Regions from separate parts of the Oryctolagus cuniculus genome. Here region 2 is linked to region 1. A link is a contact called in public Micro-C data. All regions are on one chromosome and are shown on one strand. The core of a region is the stretch at or near the end of the contact, and the rest is flanking DNA. Distances in the headings are between cores, read along the strand shown.

What was found. Hi-C and Micro-C count contacts between places; a contact is called where the count stands out from the background.
Region 2: a contact with region 1 is called in a Micro-C map of ear pinna, with 7 times the contacts expected there. The contact joins the promoter of TNFAIP8 here to the promoter of DMXL1 in region 1. A contact is called at or near these places in 2 of 6 Hi-C or Micro-C datasets (ear pinna and an unstated tissue).

What each region holds. Positions count from the first base shown.
Region 1 is chr6:9,003,729-9,010,866 of mOryCun1.1, reverse strand. It overlaps DMXL1 (Dmx like 1), which reads right to left and starts at 5,030. Exons shown (of 43, transcript XM_070076031.1): 1 at 4,584-5,030. The coding sequence starts at 4,670. It also overlaps LOC108176450.
Region 2 is chr6:9,191,081-9,198,140 of mOryCun1.1, reverse strand. It overlaps TNFAIP8 (TNF alpha induced protein 8), which reads right to left and starts at 5,742. Exons shown (of 2, transcript XM_008254930.4): 1 at 5,585-5,742. The coding sequence starts at 5,585.

The DNA of each region.
Region 1 (7,138 bases), core at 3,781-6,280:
CAACGGCAAAGGAAGACCTTTCTCTCTGTCTCTCTCTCTCTCACTGTCCACTCTGCCTGTCAAAAAAAAAGAAAAAGAAAAAAAAAAAAAGAAATCCTTTCTAAGGGGCCGGTGCTGTGGCTCAATAGGCTAATCCTCCGCCTGCGGCACTGGCACACCAGGTTCTAGTCCTGGTCGGGCACCAGATTCTGTCCCGGTTGCTCCTCTTCCAGGCCAGCTCTCTGCTGTGGCCCAGGAAGGCAGTGGAGGATGGCCCAAGTCCTTGGGCCCTGCACCTGCATGGGAGACCAGGAGAAGGACCTGGCTCCTGGCTTTGGATCAGCGTGGTGCACCGGCCGCAGCGTGCAGGCCCTGGCGGCCACTGGAAGGTGAACCAATGGTAAAGGAAGACCTTTCTGTCTGTCTCTCTCTCTCTCACTGTCCACTCTGCCTGTCCAAAAAAAAAAAAAAAAAAAAAGAAAGAAAGAAAAGAAATCCTTTCCAGGGGACCGGTGCTGTGGTGCAGCAGGTTAATGCCCTGGCCTGAAGTGCTGGCATCCCATATGGGTGCTGGTTCTAGTCCCAGCTGCTCCACTTCCGATCCAGATCTCTGCTATGGCCTGGGAAAGCAGTGGAAGATGGTTCAAGTCCCTGGGCCCCTGCATCCACGTGGAGACATGGAAGAAGCACCTGGCTCCTAGCTTTGGATCTGTGCAGCTCCAGCCGTTACAGCCATCTGGGGAGTGAACCAGAGGATGGAAGATCTCTCCCTCTGTCTCTACCTTTCTATGCAACTGTCTTTCAAATAAATAAAATACATCCTTAAAAAAAAGTCTTTCCATTTCATTCAAAACAGTTTCCATCTCATTCAAAACACAATTTCAACAGTAGAGGATGGATAAATTACAAAAGAAAAAGAAAAAAAAATCTATAATGTTATCAGTATACACAAAAATATTAGGAAATTTAAATTCTAATTAACTGTGCTTTTTAATTTGTCCTTTATAACCAGAATAATTATAATTACAACAGTTGTCAACAATCAGGCCCAGATGGTACAAATAGTTTCACTCTAACATTGGTAGGTAGAAAATTAACAAAGAAAGGAGTGAAGAAAGCATTCCAACAAACAAGAGAAAAAAAAAATTTGCTTTAAGCATACCTGAAGCACTCTCTGGTTGTTCACCTAACACTGATGAAATGTTTAAAGAAATTTTAATAGAAATATTTTATTTGGATTCAAATCTAAATTATTTAAGCTGCTTAAAGTATTACCTATACTGCAGTAGGTTTCCTTAAAAATTTTCTATCAATCCATTCAACCAGTATTTTTTTTTTTAAGATTTATTTATTTATTTGAAAGTCAGAGCTACAGAGAGGCAGAGGCAGAGACAGAGAGAGGTCTTCCATCTGCTGGTTCACTCCCCAGATAGCTGCAAGGGCTGGAGCTGGGCTGATCCAAAGCCCAGCTTTGGATTCTTCAGGTCTCTCATGCGAGGGCAGGGGCCCAAGCACTTGGGCCATCTTCTACTACTGTCCCAGGCCATGACAGAGAGCTGGATGGGAAAAGGAGCAGCCAGGACTCGAACCGGTGCCCATAAGGGATGCTGCACCGCAGGTGGTGGCTCTACCTGCTCCACAGCATTGGCCTCCCAACCAGTATTTATTAATTTTTAGCATCAGGAATCAAAATGAATATAATCTTAATGTTACAAAACAGCACTGAAAGAGTTTCACATGTGCTAAGCCATGAGCTTAGAGTTAGCAGTTTGTCAACAACTCTGTAAGTACTACTGCAGTTCTCCCTTACAGATGAGAAAAAAACAGAACTCCAAAGACTGTAAAAGAATTTACCCATGCATAAACAGTTAACTATAAGAGACCACGCGGAAATCAAATCCAGGTAATGACTGCACCATCAGGTAACATCACTTCCCCAATCACTGTTCTAGGTGCTCACAATGAAGCCAGAGAGAATGCACACTTACACAAGGGAAGACTGGCTAATGATATAATCAAAGTCCAAACAGAGCGCTTTGGAAGTCTAACAGACACCTACTAGAAGCTTTCTTACTGAGGGCAAAGTCAAAATAACTTGAGGCCAGTTTAAGTAGTAAAAATATATACTAATATCTATTAGTAATTGCATATTTTTACATCTCAAAAAATGAGAACTGGCATCAATTTCCTTTACACTTGAAACCTATCAGACTTTCTGCAGAAAACAGGATCTGGTCTACCGTAATCTTTCAAAGCAAGAAAGGGAGTTATCTGAAAAAAAGCAAAGGGAGGATATACAAACATGGGGCTGTTTTATGAGATGGCAGAAATGTACCAGAAGGGGCAAAAATATTCTCCAAGGAGGAATATAAGAGGAGGATCTCACATCTCTACCTCAAGGAAAACTGTAATTGAGAGAGATCTTGTATTCATCACACCCTATCATTGATGTTTGCTGTCTTCCTATCAAATAGAGAAGTCGCAACCTAAAAAAGTTACAACTCAAGACGGAAACAATAGATTCTGTTCGCGGACATGAGACAAGGAAAAGGGACAATTTCAAGAGATAAACTTGGGGGCTGTGGCAAAGCTGGCTAAGCTGTGGCCTAGAGCGCTGACATCCCATATGAGTGCCAGTCCGAGTTCTGGCTGCTCTGCTTCCAATCCAGTTCCCTGGTAATGCGCCTGGGAGAGCAGCAGAAGATGGCCCAAGTGCTTGGGCCCCTGATGCCCACGTGGGAGACCCAGATAGATTCCCAGGCTCAAGGCTTTGGCCTGGCACAGCTTTGACCATTGCAGCCAACTGGGAAGTGAAACAGCAGGTAAGAGATTTCTTTCTGTCTCTAACTCTGCCTTTCAAATAAATAAAATAAATCCTAAAAAAAAAACAAAAGAGATAAACTTAAAGTGTTATTTAAGTGTCCAGGAAACTGAAGGCAACCAACTTAATTCTACATTCAAGAGTCAGGAATGGATTATCTGCAGAGAAAATCCTTACTATGAATCCTTAAACTATTACCAAAATGAAGAGCTGGAATCTCATTATACTAAACCAAAAAAAAAAAAAAAAAAAAAAAATAGCTTGTTTAGAGGAATGCTTCCAGAGGACTATGAGAAAGCTGCAGCAGACTTGGTGGGAGATAATTAAAGCCTGCTCTATGGAAATGGACTTAAAATACAGAACTGAACAACAAGCGACATGATGGTGTAGGATGACCATATAAACCTTGGCACATTAACTGACCTCTCCTTAAAAATAACACAGAGACGTTTTCCAAGGTTTTACAGAGGAATGCACCCAGGCATATAAATAAACCATCAAACTATACATGCTTTGAAGTTCACATCACTGGCTGACATAGATTCTGAGTGCCTTACTGAGGCAAGTTCTCTGAACTGACATTGGAGGCAGCACAGACATAACTTGAGAAGGTGACAGAGAATGTAACAATAATATTCCATAGCTTTCCACTTGGAAAACCTAATATTGTTTATTTGCCTCCTTTACACAAGCTGAGAGCAATTCCCAGCTGTAGGGAGGCTACAGTTGCCCTGTGCAAGGCACAGAGCTCAGTCATTTGCCTGTTAGGGCTAGGCAAACATTTAGGAGCAGAATCTTACCAGCTGCTAGTCTGGCCTGCAAACTCTGGTGCCTGTGAGTCCCTCTACAGGGGAGAGACAGCCTCCACTGCGAGCAAAGTGCTTGGCTGGCACAACTCTCCAATTCCAGCACTAAATGCCTACACCATGTTAGACGCGGAGTATTACAGCTGAGACTGACAAGGGCCATAAAAAAAAAAAAAAAAAAAAAAGGCCAAGAGCAGAGAGGAAAACTGTGACACTCGAAGTCCAAGATGACTACACTTGGGAAAGCTGTTTCTTTTGTTTTACTTAAACGAAACTGAGTTTTACTTTTAGTTGCAGTTGAAGAAACAGCTACACAAGTTGCAGCCAAATTCCCCGGCACTATCAACTATGTTTTAAAGGGGGTCAGGTGCAATGGTCCCGGTTGGAAGCGCTTCTCAAAACTGTAGTGCAGGCATAAAACTCCGCCGGGCGGGAGGCGGCCCGAGGTCTGCGGCATCTGTTGGCGGCCAGGACACAGCGAGTCGCTTCCAGGAACGCTCCGGCCCGGAATGCCCACTGCGAGGCAGAGGCGGGCAGCTGAGCTGGACAATCTAAAACCAATCCCGTGTTCCAGGGCTGCGGGACTGGAAAGGGCGCTGGGACTTCTCGACGGAAAACACTTTCTCCTTCCAGTTACTCCTCGGTGAATCCCAAGTAGAAAAACAAAATTAGACGAAAAAGCCGCGTTTTCCCCACGTCGCTCACTCAGCGCCAGCAACGGCTTTCAAGGACTCGCTTTGGCTTTGACTCCACTTTTGACCTTAACACGTGAAACCAGCCCCAGCCACGCCTAAATCTAACCTCTGGGGGCCCCGAAGCGGGGACACTCCAAAGCCGCCCCCCGCCCAGCCCGTTACTCAGCGAAGGCCGCCGGGGATCCGCGGCCGGGGCGAGCCCCCACGATCGCAGCGCCGCGCCCGGCCCCGCGGTCCCAGGCCCGGCCGGGCCGCGGACGCCTCCCGCGCTCCCGCACTCACCGTGAAGCGCTGGTCGCCGACGCTGCCCACGGAGAAGCAGTGGTCGCCGGGGTTCACGGCCCCCGTCAGCACCTGGTGCAGGTTCATGACGGCGCCTCAGACCCGCCGCGGCGCCCTCAGGGGCGGCGGCCGCTCTCCGGCAGCGATCCGAGCCGCTCCGCCGGGGCCCGCAGCGCATCCCGAGCCCCGGAGGGGGCGGGCCGGCCGAGCGCCGCGCTGCTGCGCGCACCTGTCACCGCCCGCGCGGGCCCAGGTGCAGCCCCGAGGCCGCCCGGGGCCGAGCTCGGGCCGGGAGAGCCGCGCCGAGCGCACACCGCCTCCGGGCCCGGGTCCGAGGCCCCGACCGAGGACAGCGGCGCGCGCGCCCTCCCGCCCGACCTGTCCCTTCCCGGCGCCGGTGCCCGCCGCCGCCACGGTCCTCCGCAGCTCACGACGCGGCTCGGGGTCCCTGCTGCCGAAACATCGCGAGATTTCCCCCGCGAGCAGGACGGCTGTGGCAAAGGACTCACTTTTTAATCACAGCGCACATCTCTGCAAGTAAACCGTCCCCCCCCCAAAAAAAACTCCTAAACTGGCCAATCCGGACCGCCATTCCAGCCAGGGTTCCGCCCCATGCTGAGCGCAGACCAATCTCCGTGAGGCTTAGGAAGGAGCCCGCAGTGCGTTTGAGCGTTGGGTTCAAGGGGCCCAGCGGCAGCCTCGTGAACCTGGAATGAGATGCGGTTTATCTCAGGAGGGTGTAGATGACGGCTTCAGCTGACCGTTGGGCCGGGAAGTTTACGGCAGAGGAGCGCATTAGACGCGGAGCCCCAGTTTGCTCGGCCCGGCCTGGACTACAAGTCCCAGCATGCACCGCGCCAGGGCGCCGCGGGCGACTCTGGGAGCGGCGGTCCCCGCCCGCTGCGCGGTCACTGCTAGCGAGACCGGGCGGTTCTGAAAGCCTGCGTTCCTGACAGCCGAGTCGGACTGTGTGGGGACCCGGGTTTTGAGGTAATGCAGGTCCGAGGAGCGTAGGCGGCCTGCTCCCGGCGTGCTCCGACCCTACTGGCGGTGAGCAGAGACTATGTCTTTAATTGCTGCGTTCGTTTTCTGCGGCATACCCTTAAACAGAAAGACTTCAAACTGAAACTGGGTGAGAGGAATGCCGATAAGTGTTTCCCTTTGCTTTTCCGTTTCTGCCATATACGTTTATCTTGTAATAGAAGTTACTTTGGGGAAAAAGAAAGTTCTTGGACGAACTTAAAAGAAAATGAATTCCGATATTTATCCTAGTATCTTCCTAAACATGAGGGATGGAGCCGTTTATACATTAAAAAAAAAAAAAAAAAACTTTGAGGTTTAACAGTTTTAAAATTTTTGTTATACCTCTTTAATTTCTTTTACTTACTTGACATGTTAAAGTGACTTTAGATTAATTTTGTATTTTAGACCTTAAATCAGGATTGTTCATGTGGTTGTGTGAGTCCTACATAAATTCCGTGGCTGACTCCTAGTTTAATACATTCATGCACTTTATTCCGTCCGGTTTGCGAGAGGTGCGCGCGCACGCACACACACACACACACACACACACACACCCCATCCACTGGTTCCCTCCCCAAATGGCTGCCGTGCCCAGGGCTGGATGGGGGCCAAAGCCACGCTGGATCAGAAGCAGGTGCGCAATGTTGAACCCAGCCACTCTCCTGTGAGGCAAGCATCTTAGCCGGTTCCTCAGCTGCCGGGCTAAATGCTGAAACTTCAGTGTTTGGTTTTGAAGGGCATGCGATGAGGCACAAAAAAATAAGTGACCTAGTAGTTGGAAAATAGGAGATCTGTCCCACTTCCCCCTTTTAAGTTTTATGTATTTATTTGAAAGGCTCTTAACAGAGACAGGGAGTTATCTTCCATCTGCTAGTTCACTCCCAAATTACCGCAACAGAGCGGGACACACCATTTGGCTCTCCCAAGTGGATAGCAGGGGTCCAGGCACTTGGTCCATCTTCTGCTGCCTTCCCAGGCACATTTTCAAGGAGCAAGATTGGAAGCAGAGCAACCAGTTTGGAACTGGCACACACAGCTTAACCCGTTACCCCACAATACCAACCCCTGAGATCCATTCATGATTCTCGCATTAACTAGTTGTCTGACTTTGTAAAATGTTCAAGTTTTCCTTATTTGTAAAAGTAGAAAGTTTAACTTACCAAGAATATTTTGTCTGGAATTCTTTCTTTTAAAAAAAAATTATTTATTTGAAAGAGTTACAGAGAGAGGAGAGGTGGAGAGAGAGAGAGAGGTCTTCCATCCAATGGTTCACTCCGCAGTTGGCCTCAAGGGCCGGAGCTGTGCCGATCTGAAGCCAGGAGCCAGGAGCTTCCTCCGGGTCTCCCACATGGGTGCTGGGGCCCAAAGACCTGGGCCATCTTGTACTGCTTTCCCAGGCCATAGCAGAGAGCTGGATCAGAAGAGGAGCAGCTGGGACTAGAACCGACGCCCATATGGGATGCCAGTGCTTCAGGCCAGGGCGTTAACCCGCTGTGCCACAGTGCCAGCCCCTGGAATTATCATTTCTATAA
Region 2 (7,060 bases), core at 4,493-6,992, 190 kb before region 1:
ACTGGTGCCTAAGAGAGGGGGGCCACACAGAGAGAGGCCCACCTGCAAGCTGAGGGGAGAGACCCCGGGAGAAACTAAACCTGCTGACTCCTCGAACCAAGAGCAAAGGAGTCAATGTCTGTGGTTTCAGCCTGCTGGGCTGTGGCGCGTGCTGTGCAAATGGACACACTGGTAGAGACAGAACTTCTGAGCCTGACTGTACAGACACTAACTGGAAACCGCAAGAGAACTTGGGACAGACCAGGGGTGGACATGCATGCTTGTAGGGCGTCAGAGCCAAGTGTGCAGCAGGGAGAGTGGGCCGGCTCGTCGCCTGCCCCCGCCATCTGACTCCGCAAGTCACGGCCCGGCCTCCTCCCTCCACCTCGTTTCCTGAAGGGTGAGGGAAGTCTCAGTTCATTTCACACGCACATCCCTGATCAAATAGCAAACCCGGAGTGGGAAAAGCAGTGGTTCCAGAAAACTGTTTCTCTCAGCCCACAGCAGGACACCTTTGTTATTCCTAATTCCCCAGGCCCATTAGGACAAAAACCTACAAACCTCCAGAGTCAGAAATGGGGAAGAAAGTCTCAAAGTCAGACATGACCCCCCATCCCCACCCCCACAGAAAAGGAGAAGGAAGTTATAGCAAGATTTACAAAAGGGTAGTTCTGCATTTTCCGGTTGCTGACCATTATGAAATGAGAAGGACCCTCATCTGAGGGAAGGGACGAGGGGGGCCCTGCAGGCGCCAGGACCTCAGGCCAGGGGAGCGGGCCGGGGACAGGGAGAACAGGCCACCTGGGACTCGGAGTCTCCCAGTGGGCCTGGGCTCTCTGAACATGTGCTACGCTGGAGAGGAGCAGGAGGGGGCCCACCCTGGAGCAGGCTCGGACGGGCACCTGCAGGTGCTCATCCGCCGTCCGGCCTTGTCGGGGCGCCGTGGTCCCAGCTCCACTCTGGACTAGAGCTTCCTGCCAGCGTGCCTCTTGTGGAGCAGCAGGTGATGGCTCAAGTCCTGGATCCCTGTGACGCACGTGGGAGGCCTGGATGGAGTCCCAGACCCCTGGCTTCAGTTTGGTCCAGTCCTTGCTTTCTGTGGGCATTCGGGGAATGAACAAATGAATGGAATATGTCTTCCTCTCTCTCTCTCTGCTTTCAAATAAAATGAAAAGGATAAATGACATTTCATAAAAACATTGGCTTCCCTTCTATGTGGGGAGGTGGACTGGGCCCTGTGGCTCCTCCTCCTACTCAGACACATCCCACACGATCACCTGCTGTGGCTCACATCCCCGTAGCAGCAGGCCCCGGGGGATCACGTGACCCCGCAGCTGGGAAACGCTGGAACTGGGCTGCAGTTACCCCTCGCTCCTCTGGGCTCCTCTGGCACCTTTGGTGGTGGTGGTGAGGGCGGTTCCCACTACAATCACAAATGGCTCAGAGACCCGCTCCACTGTGGCCCAGAACTGACACCGTCCCCTCAAGAGCAGACCCGTGCGGCCAGTCCAGCCAGGCCCACCGCTGGCTGGGTGCCTCCCACACACTGACAGCCAAGGAGGAACGTCCTGGTTCAGTCCACACAGCAAGCATGCGCCGTAAATGCTGGCCCAGTGTTTAGGCGGAGACACAGGGTGCAGCGGGCTCCAGCAGTCATCCGCACCAACCACTTCTCCACGGAAGCCATCTTTATTCCCAGTGCTCATGGAAACCAAACAAGCAGAATTCTGAACTTAATTCCCTTCTCCTCTACTAAAGAAACCGGCGCAGATTTGTCTATGCCGCTTGCAACTGGCCTGCTTGCAACTCCCTCCCTCACCCCGCTCTTTCCTTTCTCACGCCCCGTCAGCCACCTGCTCGCTAACCCGCCTCGTTCTAGATGCCAAGGGCAGCCTTCGAAAACCACCTGGCTGGTGCCCCCCGCCTGCAGGGGGTTCTGTGCCTCAGCCACCATGAGAAAGCGACTGCTGTCTGCAAGGACAGGGTAGGGATAACGCGATTCACGCTGAACCTGGGGTGTTTTCAACCGAGTTCCTCAGGTGACTTTCCACTTAAGCCCGAGAACGCACTATTCCTCGGGAAACAGGTTCCCTGTGGTCATATCACTGGGTTAAAAAAAAAAAAAAAGACATCAGGAAAATGAAAGTGCTTTTTTTGGTGTCTCATTTTTTGAGAAAAACAATGTTCAGAAAATCACTCTACTGCCTGGCTGAGGAGGTGGCTCTGCTTCCCTTTGGGAAACACAATGGAACCCTGAACCCACTTCCACCCAGGGCCTCAGCTTCAGGGACCCCTTCTCACCAACACGCGTCTGGGACCCAGTTCCTTTCCCTCTTGTGTTTCAGGCCTTCCTGCGTATGTGAGAGAGTTGTGCCGCACTGGCATACAGCAGGAGCTCAATAAATGCTTGTGTGCATGAATGGTGCTCACCTCTGGGCTGGATGCCTTCGGGCCCAAGGACTGGCAAACATGATGGTCTAGGATCACAGGCCAGCTGCAGTCTAAGGCGCCTCTTGCCTCTGACGTTCTAGAATTATCTGCCCTGCACCTTGTGGCTCATTTCCTCTTCAAAGTGGAAAATGAAAATGAGCTGTTCTCCAGCGCATACTGAGAGAGCACATGGTCTCGCCTGCAGGTGCAGCCGGCGCTCTGGCCCCCTGCTGCTGCTCCTGGGGGTTGATGCCTCTCAGCTGAAGGGCAGACCTCAGAGCCATCAGCTGGGACCCTGGGGCCGGTCCTCAGCACCTCAGCTGAGCCCTTAGCCGCGGGGCAAGGCACTGCTGGGTGTTACTGGAGTCCCCGCCACTCTGTCTGGCATGTCAGGCAGGATGTGGCAGGCGAGGACAGCTGTGGCGCCACGGTGCTCTCCTCAACTTCCCATCAGAGCCAGATGCCCGAGGAGGCCCAACTGGGTCAACCGTTGCTCGTGTCATACACACTGGCCCCTGTGCCTGTGCTCAGGGCCAAGAGAGGCCCTGTACCCCCTGGAGAAAACAGGTGACTCTTACCCATCGGCTTCTGGGGGTTAGGAACCCCAACACCCAGTCCCTCACCTGTGCCAGACACAATGGAGGGGGAACGGAAAAGGGACTGCCGGATGCGGCTAGGGGCTAAGCTGGACTGTGAACGTGGCCATGCTGTCTGCGACCATGAAGGCAGCTGGCTTCCGAGCGAGGCCGTGGCCAGCGGGAGAGAAATGATGCATGGATGAGCACAGCCGGTAGCCACCGCTTCGAGGACCAACGCTCCCCAAGCCTTAAACCACCAGGCCTCTGCTCCTCCCCCAGCCCGCGTTTCCCAGTGAGCACCGTCTGGTCTGGACGCAACCCTTCCTCTCCACACGCCCTTTCCTCCAATTGCGACAGAACAACTGCAGGGAGCGGGCCTCCAAATGCTGGGCTCCCAGCCCACGCGTGTGCTCCCCACCCCGCAGTGCTTGCCGGTCCTCACCACGCTCCCCGCACAGACGCCCAGCACCCTCCGGTGACACACTCTGAGCAGGAAACACAAAGACCACAACCGAGAACATTTCCCCACGCCACTACCCCTTTTGTGGCTAAGTCCAAACACAGCAGAGGAAAAGGCACCGTGGAGGGGTCAAAGCTGTGGTGTGGCAGGTAACGCTGCTGCCTGCAGTGCCGGCATCCCATGTGAGTGCCAGTTCGAGTCCTGGTTGCTCCACTTCCGAGCCAGCTCTATGCTCTGGTCTGGGAAAGCAACAGACGATGGCCCAAGTCCTTGGGCCCCTGCACTGCACGGAAGACCTGGAAGAAGCTCCTGGCTTCAGATTGGCTCAGCTCTGGCTGCTGTGGCCATTTTGGGAGTGAACCAGTGGAAGGAAGACCTCTCTCTCTCTCTCTCTCTCTCTCTCTCTCTCCCCCCCATCTGTAACTCTGCCTTTCAAATAAATTAAAAAATCTTAAAAAAGAAAGAAAGAGAGAAAGAAAAAGAGAGAGAGAGAGGGAGAGAAAAGGCACAGCAGAGCCAAAGTGTCCCAGTAAGAGACAGTCCTAGGCCCATGTGTGCAGGGTGCCACCCTTGAGGTGGGATCCTTCCCCGCTGAATGAATGATTCAGTGATTCTTAAATCATCTGCTAATCTAGATGAATGTCCTGGCTTGCAGAGTAGAGAGCTGAACCCAGACAACCAGTACAGAAGGCACTCAGTGGTTCCCGAGGAGGCAGGCGCTCACGCACTTCCCTGAACTTGACTCAATTTACAGATAACCCCGTGTGCCATGGGGCGGCAACGCGTGTGGAGAAGACACCTCTACAGCCGTCTGCCAAAGGGCTGTGTGACCGGCTGGAATAGTAACAGGAAAGCGCTGACTTAGCAGCCCACAGCAGATCTAATTAGAAGGTGGCAATCAATGTTTCGAGGTGTTTAATTAAACTCAGTAATTATTTCTTCCCTTAAAGAGAGATGGCGTCCTAGGTTTACAGCGCAAAGTCTAACGTTCCCGTAGTTAAAGCAGCGTGGAAACACCTTTGCTTGACACAAAGCAGGAGAGAAATGGCAGCGCAGGCGAGGGTGGGCCAAGCCCGCTCTCCCTGCCTCGCACCTCAGTGAAACACTGCCCCTCTCTGCCTTTCCCTCCCCGCCTGCCTCACAAGGCTTTCTTGTCTGGGGAGTGGGAGGAGGCAGGGGGTTTTATGAGATGAGAACTCAGAGACCCTCACGACCAGAGGGGAACCTGTGCACCGGGCCAACAGCTCACAGGTTAAGAAACCAGGGGAGCAACAACTGCCGTTTTAAGGGTGCAAATATCGTCGGATTTAAAAAAACAAAAACAGGCGCAAATACACCCTGCACCGGGAGAGTACTGACCCCTAACCCCCAGCTGAGACTGAATAAGCAGCCCGAGGACTTTCGCCTTTCAGGTGTCAACTGCAGGCACTCCACCGCTTCATCCCTTCCAGACTCCGCTCTGGACCAGGCTGTCTCGTGACAAGGCTGAGAAACTCGGTCTGAGGTCACTGCGTCCATAAACATCTTCCAGGTGCCCAGGCCTGAGAGTGGGCCTGGCGCCTACCAGCGGGGCTGGGTCCCCGGTGACCTGGCGGCAGGTGCATGCACACAAGTAAAACACACACGAACATCTATGCACACGCGTGCACACGTAAACACACGTGGACGGGCCCACGCCACACGTGGACTGCGCGCGCACATATGCCCATACACACGTGGACACACAGACACACGCGTGCACACATGCACGTAAACACACGTAGAAGGGCCCACGCCACACGTGGACTGCGCGCGCACAGACGCCCATATACCCATGGACAGGCAGGCACACGCGTGCACGCACGCACACAACTCACAGGAAGTCTCCTAAAAGTTCTCAAAGCAAAGCTGCTGCGGCGGCGGCAGCCCAGCGCCGGGCTGGGGCAGGGGCCCGGCGGGCATCGCTGCCCGCAGCGTGGGCCAGCGCGGACGCCCACTGGTGCGGCGGCCGGGACGCCCCCGCGGCAGCCGCGCCGACGGAAGCCGGGCGCGGAGGGGACGCGGCCGGCCGCGCAGCCCGGGACTCCGGGCCGGGCGCCCAGGGGCCACGAGGGTGGGCGCCCCGCTCCACGCGCACTCCCCGCACTCCCCCACTTACTGGAGCAGGCGCGGAGACGCGAGGGCTTCGGGGGCGATCGGTGGCTCGCGGGCGTCCACGGACCTCTCAGCCAGCGCGGGCCGGGCGGGCGCGCGCGGGAGGAGCCGGGGGCCGGGGCCGGGGCCGGGGGCGGAGCCGGGAGGGGTCCCCGGGCGTGGCCCGCCCGGCCCGGGGAGTGGGGAGGAGCGCGCGGGGGAGGAGGAGCCGAGCGCGCGGGCGGGGCGCCGAGGGTCCGAGCGGCCCCGGCGCGCACACCTGTGGGTGCCGGGGGCTGGGGCCGCCCGCCCCTCTGGCCGCCGGACTTTCTGAAGTTGCAGAACTGCCAGCCCCGCCTGGTTCATCCCGCCTTGTCCAGGCGGAGCTGGTTAGACGACTGGTGCACGTTCGCCCCGGGCCTGGCGCGGAGCAGGCACGTGTGCGGGGCCCGGCTGCAGCCCGTGTGCCTGGTCGTGATGAGCACAGTCCGTGACCGCGCCCGCGTCGCTGTCGCCTTTGACTTTTCCTTTTCTCTCTTCTCTGTTGGCCCGAAGTCTGCCCGGCGACGGGTGACGCGCGCCCGACTCCTGGTTCCCATTGGCGGGCGACGTCCGGGCCTGGAGGCCTTGGGGGCAGCCGGCTGAGCGCTGTCCAGCAGGGGGCAGCAGCCGCTGGGTCTCCCCTCTGCTAGAGCCCTGGCGCGGGGGAGACCTAGTCCGAGGGGTGCAGGGCCCCGCGCAGCCCTCACAGCCAGCAGCCGGGCAGACCTCAACGCCACGCCGCACAGAGCTGGGGGCGCACCTCCCTTGACGCCAGCAGCCACGGGAGGATGGGGGGGTGTCTCCGCCCTGCATCCGCAGAAAGGGAATTTTGCTAAAACTCCAAGTAAGCAAGCAAACAGTTGCTGCCTTGCAGCCCCGAGAACGCAACGTAGTCTGCCGGCACCTGGATTGCGTCGCGCCGAAACTCCTAAGGGACTGAGAAACTAAGGAGCTGTAACACAGCACCATGTGAGTTCCTGAAAACTCCAACTGATGCAGGTGGCCAGGGCGGTTAGAGACCAGCGCAGGCTGAGGGTGGAGCGGAGCGGGATTAAGGGTGTACACAGGATGGAGGGGAGGGGACGTAGGGAGTGGGAAGTAGGATGGATGGGATGGGACAGATGAAATGGAATGGGAGGGAGGAATGGGAGGGGAGGGGTCAAAGGAGTGGACTGGGAGGGGTTGAGATGAATGGGGTGGGAAGGGATGGGAGGGGTTGGCATGGATGGGATGGGATAAATGAGATGGAGTGGGAGGAGGAATGGGAGGGGTTGGAATGGGATGGAGGGGAGGGGAGGGGCGGTGAGGGAAGTGTTGTCAGGGACGATTTACCCCTGTGTGGATTGGCAGGCTCAATGGTGCGGCTGGGATGCAGGCAGGGGACAAGGCGGGCATTTTCTAAACACCTCTGGGGTCCGCGGTAACCCAGCTGCAATAGGTTAAAGAGGTCGGGGCGCTC